2 separate regions of the Sus scrofa genome follow, and region 2 is linked to region 1. The links are chromatin contacts, called in public HiChIP or PLAC-seq maps. All regions are on one chromosome and are shown on one strand. The core of a region is the stretch at or near the end of the contact, and the rest is flanking DNA. Distances in the headings are between cores, read along the strand shown.

The links. HiChIP or PLAC-seq counts read pairs in DNA pulled down with a chosen protein or histone mark.
Region 2: a contact with region 1 is called in an H3K27ac HiChIP or PLAC-seq map of alveolar macrophages. The contact joins the promoter of SMC6 here to the promoter of TTC32 in region 1. A contact is called at or near these places in 2 of 5 promoter capture datasets (fetal skeletal muscle and liver) and 1 of 2 datasets of contacts at active chromatin or transcription factors (alveolar macrophages).

The regions. Positions count from the first base shown.
Region 1 is chr3:118,271,218-118,275,101 of Sscrofa11.1, reverse strand. It overlaps TTC32 (tetratricopeptide repeat protein 32), which reads right to left and starts at 1,989. Exons shown (of 4, transcript XM_003125338.3): 1 at 1,941-1,989; 2 at 1,839-1,938. The coding sequence starts at 1,989. It overlaps WDR35 (WD repeat-containing protein 35), which reads right to left. Exons shown (of 29, transcript XM_021087811.1): 27 at 1,839-3,884.
Region 2 is chr3:120,095,358-120,099,241 of Sscrofa11.1, reverse strand. SMC6 (structural maintenance of chromosomes protein 6) reads right to left here and starts at 1,881. Exons shown (of 27, transcript XM_003125342.4): 1 at 1,666-1,881. It overlaps GEN1 (flap endonuclease GEN homolog 1), which reads left to right and starts at 1,937. Exons shown (of 14, transcript XM_005655263.3): 1 at 1,937-2,418.

The sequences.
Region 1 (3,884 bases), core at 740-3,239:
TTGAACAGCAAATACACTTCAATAAAAATTTTTAAATTAAAAAAATTTAAACTTACTAGATAAGTTTATTTCTAGAACTCGAAACAAGAGCTGAAAACTACATTTTCTATGCTTACTAACTTTTTTGGAAATTGGGTTTATGGCTAAGGCTGCACTTTTAGATATTAAAAGAAAATGTTATAATTTTTGGGGGGGCGCAGGGGGTGATACTATTTTACTGCTTGTTTCAAAACTTCTATTAACTATTATTCTAGGGTATTATTGAAATGAAAAAGTCATTTAATTTTCTCTTTAATCCTATGTAAGTTTAACAAACAGGAGAAGAATCTCAAGCTACATACTAATAAGACAAGCTGGAGTTCCCGTGGTGGCTCAATGGTTAATGAATCTGACTAGGAACCATGAGATTGCAGGTTCGATCCCTGGCCTTGCTCAGTGGGGTTAAGGATCGGCATTGCCCTGAGCTGTGGTGTAGGTCACAGATGCGACTCGGATCCCACGTTGCTGTGGCCCTGGTGTAGGCTGACGGCTACAGCTCCAATTCCACCTCTAACCTGGAAACCTCTATATGCTTCAGGTATGGCCCTAGAAAAGACCAAAAAAAAAAAAAAAAAAAAAAAAAAAAAAAAAAAACAACAAACAAAAACGGAATAAGACAAGCTGACATCCTGTCAAGAAAAGTCAAATCCTTGAGGGAAAAGGAGAGTGATAATGCAGACAACACGAAACTGTCAAAAGCTGTTCATTCAAACCCTCCTTGTTCTCTCTTCTCATCCGACCACTCAACACCATCAACAAGAACAACCACAGCAAAACTTGGAGCACAGCAAATGTTACACCTTCAAGCATCAATCTGAGATTCTTTGGGAAAGCAGGTATTAGCAGGTGAGGTTGCTAACATCACAAAAAAGACAGGCATTCCACGCTCTCTGTTGGAAGTACACAGCACCACTTCTAACAGTACTCTCACCACAACTCTGCATCTGAATTGGGTCAACCTCAGGATTTAACTACCAACTCACAAGCCATGTAGGAGGCAGAGGGCCCTATTAAATGACATCGGGGGATGAATACTGCAAATCCGAAATAGGGGAAACTCTGGGGACACATGATTCGGTTTCCTCACCAAATCAACTGCAAGGCAGAAAAACGAAGGCGAGCCCTATACAGTGAATTTGATGTGCATCCCAACTGGAACCAACAGCTAAAAACAAACCAACAAAGCAAGAATTTTACGGATCAATCAGGAAAGCTCTAAAGCTGGATATTTGATATTTGATATGTGATACCAATGCCGAGGTTAGGTCCTTGTAAATCCTTAATATCTAACAATGTATCCTGAAACATCCATGGATGCATAATATTATGTCCGGGATGAACTAATGTTTAAGCCCAGTGATGGCTACCTGGAGGTCCATTATACTATTTCCATACTAAATTTATTTTCATTAGTGAAAAACAAAACACCTGCTGTGATGCTGTGGTTGAAGTCGCGGTACTTTGTGCGCGAGCGTGGCACCCGTGGCATCGCGCCCTCACCAGGTCGCAGATACCCCACTTGTTAAAATGACAGCTGGAAAAGCGCTATCCGCTCTAAGACCGGATCAGAGTAACAAGGAATGAAGACACTCAAGCTGAAAGGCAGCCGGTACCCCCGTGCTCTGACTCCCCGGTGGGTGTCCCAGAGGAACGCGAGGGGCCGCGGGCCAGGATACTCCCTTCACCGCCCTTCGGGAAACTAAACGAATGCCCGAGGTACCCTTGAGTGGTGAGATCAGACAACCCAGGCTACTCCCACCTAGCGGAGACCCCGCACCCCCACATCTCGCGATATTTACCTCCAGGGCGCCGCTCCCTCGGAGCCCGCACAGGCGCACTGGCGAATGTAAGCGGAGTACAGTGCTTCGGCCTCCGCATATTCGCCTTTCTTGAAATGACCTGGGCACGTGCGAGGGTTACGGGGCTTTCTTGCCCTTGCTGCCCTTCCATAGTAGTCGGAGACCTAGCTTTCCTTGTAGAACTGAGGGTGATTTCTGAGCGACTAGAGGCAGCACCACAAGGCCACTCCCCCACCCCGGAATTTATCGCGTAGGCAAAACCTCGGAGCAAGCAGGGGGGAAGTTTGTACCTTCCGCGGACCCGTCTTCTCGCGAGATCAGTGACACCGCCCCCGGAGGGCTCAGAAACTTTAAAACTTGTGCGGACAGAGACACTTCTGTAAAGTGCGGTTTTGTTGATGAGTGGTGCTTCCGCTGGCCTCGTTTCCAGAGAAGCAGTAGATCGGCAGCTCCAGACTGGTTTCTAAGACCGTGGTCAGAAGTTGCAAGAAGCTTTGCCCGTTGTTACAGCGAATGGTGGAGGATGCGGGGTGCAGTGGCTGATCGTGCTGGGAGCGTAAAAGACCTTGGTTTGTTTTACGAATGGCTAAACGGCCCGTGGAGTTACTGTTATCGCAGCACTTTTCTGGTTCTGCGTCCGCCCTCTAGACGGTATTTTCAGTCGGCTGGATTACATTGAGACATTTTGTGTTGAAATTCCAGGAGCTTAGTGTCCCATAGTCGTGAGTCTTATTTCAGACTCAACCTTTTATTAACTCCAAGGCCGTAGACTGCAAATTTCTCAACCTTTTAAAACCTCCAGAATAGTATAGGAATTGACTGAACTGTTTAGGAGTTCCCGTAGTGGCTCAGCAGAACGAATCCGACTAGGAACCATGAGGTTGTGGGTTCGATCCCTGGCCTCGCTCAGTGGGTTAAGGATCCAGCGTTGGTTTGAGCTGTGGTGTAGGTCGCAGATGCAGTCGCAGATGCAGCTCGGATACTGCGTTGCTGTGGCTGTGGTGTAGGCTGGCAGCTGTAGCTCTGATTAGTTCCTAGCCTGGGACCCTCCATATGCCATGGATGCAGCCCTAAAAGGCAAAAATAATATTAATAATAAATAAAATAAAATTACCTTAAAAAATAAAATACATAGGAATTAACCAAGGAGAGAAGGACTTGTATAATGAAACTGCAAATTGTTGATGAAGGAAATTAAAGCCATAAATAGACATCCCTTGTTCATACTAAAGCAATTTACAGATTCAATGGAATGCCTATCAAAATCCCAATGGTATTTTTACAGAAATATAAAAATCTATCCTAAAATTCATAAGAAATTCCAAGGGATGGATTCCAAATAGCCAAAACAGTCTTGAGGAATTCCCTGGTGACCTAGGGGGTTAAGGATCCCATGGTGTCACTATCTTGAAAAAGAATAAAGTTTGGGACTCACACTGAATTAAAAACTTATCAAAGCAACAGTAATCAAAACAGTGTGGATTTGCATAAAGACAGTCTTTTCAGTAAATGGTGCTGAAAAAACCATTTATTGGAAAGAGTGAAGATGGACCTAAATGCCACATTAAAAAATTAACCAAGGTGGATTAAAGACCTAAATGTAAGAGCTAAAAATTTTAAGTTCTCAGAAGAAAACATAAAGCAAAGTCTTCATGACACTGAATTTGGCAATGTTTTCTTGGGTATGACACCAAAGGACAGGCAGTGAAAGGAAAAATAGACAAACTGGACTTTATGAAAATTAAAACCTTTTGTGCAGCAAAAGACTATCAACAAATAACCCAGAGAATGAGAGAAAATATTTGCAAATCACATATCTGATAAGGATGAGGAATGTAAACATGGAGGTTCTGTGGAGCAGGTTTGGTCTGGTGTGTCCATCCAAGGGATTCTGACGTGGTGTCTCCATCACACCTGAGAAGCTCTGATCTACAGGACACTAGAGGGCCCTGCCCAGCGACTGAGGTGCTGGAACCCGGCTCAGCTGCTGTCCCTCTCTGACTCTCGCCTGTCTTCCACACAGTCCACCTGCACTTGGGGCTTTGC
Region 2 (3,884 bases), core at 632-3,131, 1.8 Mb before region 1:
GAGAAAGATGTATCTCATTAGCCAGTGAACCAAAAATACTAACATGAAGGTAAGTGTCTACTCTTGACTCTCAGTCATCTGGGGGGGGGGTTGTATTTGTGACATTTAATTATGCCTTAAATATAACGCATACTATTATGGTAAAATTTTGAGATATTAATTCCTGAAAATAAGCCAAGTACAGCCATGATTAATTTTCCTAACTTAGGTCTAAAAATGATAGTCAATATTTAGTCAAGTTTTATACAAAATTCTACATCCAGGAACTCAGTTAAATGTATTCAGTAAAATAAACTTTTGGGACTAAAACTGGTCTTTCGGCATAACCACTTTAATATGCCATTTGTACTGACTTTTTGCCAGGCTCAATTCTAATACTTCACACTAACCATAGGTAGATACAGAGATAAAATTATTACTCTCTCTGCCCCTTGCCCCAAGATATTTAAGAATGCTGTGAGTTAGGTACTATGTTAGCTTCTCAAGTTACAGAATAGGAACTGAAATTTGCAGAGGTGGTACCAACTAGTCCAGGGTCACACAACACTGGTTCTATCTTATAAACACAAGAACATATTTTAAAGCAATATTCTAGTAATCTCCAAACTTTTTTGCACTGATAGCCGTTCAAGAAAAAAAAAAAAACTGTTTAATACAAATTCCCCCAGAAAATTATAACTCTGCATACTTCACACAGTAAGAGAATGAGACAAAGTAAACCTAAGTAGAAGTTCTAAGACTCTCCCTCCCCACCCACGCACTCATGGAACGATCTGCAGGCCAATGCACAGGACACTGAATATTTTAAAAGACTACACAACAGCCGTCTAAAAGTCAGGGAATTTGGATTTTTTTTCTTTTGAACATACATTCTAGAATGACCGTCTTTCAAAAATTCGCTTTTAATCTCCTACTCGTGAAATACAGAGTAGTGAGCGCTCACATAAATTCTGTCTTCAGGGTTTAAACACCAAACAGTTGTTTTTCTAGGAATTATCACAGTATCCTCTCAAGCTCTATCAGTCCTACAGCCCTTTCTCCACCCTTGAGTGCTGACTGTGTTTCTCGATTCCCAATAGTGATTCTTTTCCAATTCATTTCTACAAGAAAATAAGGGAAAATAAATGCCATCAAACCTCCAAACACCACAACCCAATTTTTCTAGATAATGCAGTCTCCGTTTTCATGAAACTGGAATTTAACCACAAATCAAATTGAAGTGATATTTACACATCTCTTAAACATACTTAAGTTGCTACTTGTACGGTATCATCAGATTGTTAAGCGCCCAATTCTCCAACCCACCCTCACTCCTTTCCCCCTACACGCAAGTCAAAGGCAAAGGGCCATGTGGGGCCGGGAGCCGGGTCCCGTAGCCCGAGCCGGGATTTGCAAGCCTCGCCACTAGAGCCGCCCGACGGAGGGGCCCAGCGGACCCGGGCAAGTTTCCCGCGGCAGAAGGGACCCGTGTCGCCTGCGAAGAGAAGGCAAAGACCCCTGCCGGCCCATGGGCCAGCCCGCCCGGGCGCCAGCGACCCCGAGGACCTCGTCACAGCACCGCTGACCCGGCCGCCACCAGGTGGGCTGGGGGACGCCAGCGAAGAGGGCAGTGACTGGGAATGGATCCGGAGCAAGGGAGGACGACTGCGCGCGCCCTCACCCTACCTCAAACAAGTCGATGTCTCCCCTAGGAAACCGGTCGGCGGGGATGTCGCGGCGCAACAGGACGCTAAAGCCCCCCTAGGGGCGTCTCGGCATCAGCCGACCGCAGTTGGCGCGGCGGGTACGGCGAGCCCGCGGAGGGAGAAGGCAGGAGCCCGGACGCCCCGGCGCCCACCGCGGGACGCTCCGCGCCTGCGCCCCGCCCCCCCTCCCGCCGGGACTCCGCCCGCGCGTGCGCCGTTCGGAGTTTTCGCGCCACTGGAGCGTAAGAGGAGGGGACCGGAAGTGGCTCTGGGCGGATGAGGAAAGCTGGTAGCCGCGCGGTCCTCGGCAACTGCGGGACGCGGCGGGGGGGCAGGGCGGGCGATTTCCCTGGGTGAGAGGGGGAGAAAGCTCGAAGCCCCCCCAAACTACAGTTCCACGCATGCGTACTGCAGACGGCTGGGAGCCAGGAAAGCGGAGAGTGCGGCAGCGTTTGCGGAAAGAGGACTGTCACTTCCTGGAAGAGGCGGGGCCGCGTGGGAGAAGGCGCCGAATTCAAAGTGCTTCCAGGAGCTTTCCGGGTCTGGGTGCTAAGCCCTAAACGTTAATCTTTGCTCGGGAAAGGAAAGAGCAAGTTTTTCCTTTTCTTTCTTTCTTTTTATTTTTAAGAAGAGAAAGTTTAGAAATTTGGAGGCAGCAATAATTAAGATTCAGGCCAAACTGGCAAATGACGGAAGGGCGTCTTTCAAAACCCAGGAGAAAGGGTTGTCCGGGGTAAGTCCCGCAGAACCGTGGTGAAACGGCGCCGCCCGGGTCCTTTCACTGGCTCCTTTACAGTCTGGGTTGGGGGCGAGCTTTGTGTTCGCGTCCCCGTCGCTCCCGCCCCTCCTCCAAAGACACCGTCGGCGGCTCTCTTTTGAGTCCATTAGGACAATGGCCCCGAAGCTCCCAGCCAGGATCTGGCTCTGCTTTCCGAGCCTGGAGACACCTCGCCCCTTTGGTTCTCCCCCCAAGCGTGGGAAGTGTCCACCGCGGCTCCACGCTCTCCCCGACAGGGCCGAGGCCGCTGGGTCCGGAATGTCCTTCCCCGGGGACCGTAGTGCAAACTCCCACGCCTGGTTCAAGGCCATCTGGGCGAGCTTTCATTGATCCTCCTAGGCACACTTGGGGGTGTTCTTTTTCTTAAGGCATTGTGGTTGTTTATTTACAGTCATTCTTTCCCTTGCGCGTTCCTACGTTTTAAAAGCTCTCAATAAATATCGGAACTAAAGAAGTTTAAGTTCCTTGGCTTAGCTTTCAGCGCCTTCTCAATGTGAAATTAACCTACTGCTTGTCTTTAGGTTCTTTACGTGCATGCTGACCTAGCTAAGTAAACTATTTTCTATAGTTCAAAAACCTTCCTTTCTGGATGGAAGCAAGTGGTATTTACGGCTACCCGAGAACACCCCCATAGCAACTGATGTCAAACTTTTGGTCTTCAGTAATGCAATTTCTGGAAAAAAATATTTTTTCTAAAGATAATCAAATACATGTTTCCGTTGTAGCCCTTGCACATATGACATAGTCAAAATAAATGAAAACACTGCATCTGGCCTAAGTGGTCCTTGCTGGTACAAGATGGGAAACACAGTTGGGAGGTTTCAACTTAGATGTCACTTTTTTTAGGAAAACTTCCTTGATGCCCTAGACTAGGTAAGATGCCTTCTTTAGATCTATATCCGCCTATAGTTTTCTAGCCTTCTATGCCTGTTCTTGTCACATCGTTATAATTCCCTTTTTATCTCTAATCTCACCCTACAGAAGTCCTTAAATGCAGGGCTAGATCTTTCATTTATATCTCCAGCACCAAGAAGAGTTCTGGTCAATAGTAGGCATTTAATAAGTATTTATTAACAAGTAAGTCTGGGTTACTTTATGCTTTAAAGTTTAAGCAAATTCGTGTGGAAATAAAGCAATAATAGAAACAGCATTAATTAGTGAAATTAGGTGATAAATCCTATATAATACAATCCTGAACTGAAATAAACTTTATACAATTTGCCAATCTTTATATGAAAATAACAGTCATCTACATGTGAATCGGGAAATTTAAAGTATTTCCTGTTTTATTGTTTAAAATTTTTCTTTCTAATGTTTTTGCTTAAAGCTAGAAAACGGTTAATAAAAATATATTTTTTCATAAATCAAACCATTGACCTCGTTTTATGTTCTTTAATTTTGATTCATTAGTGGAATTAGCA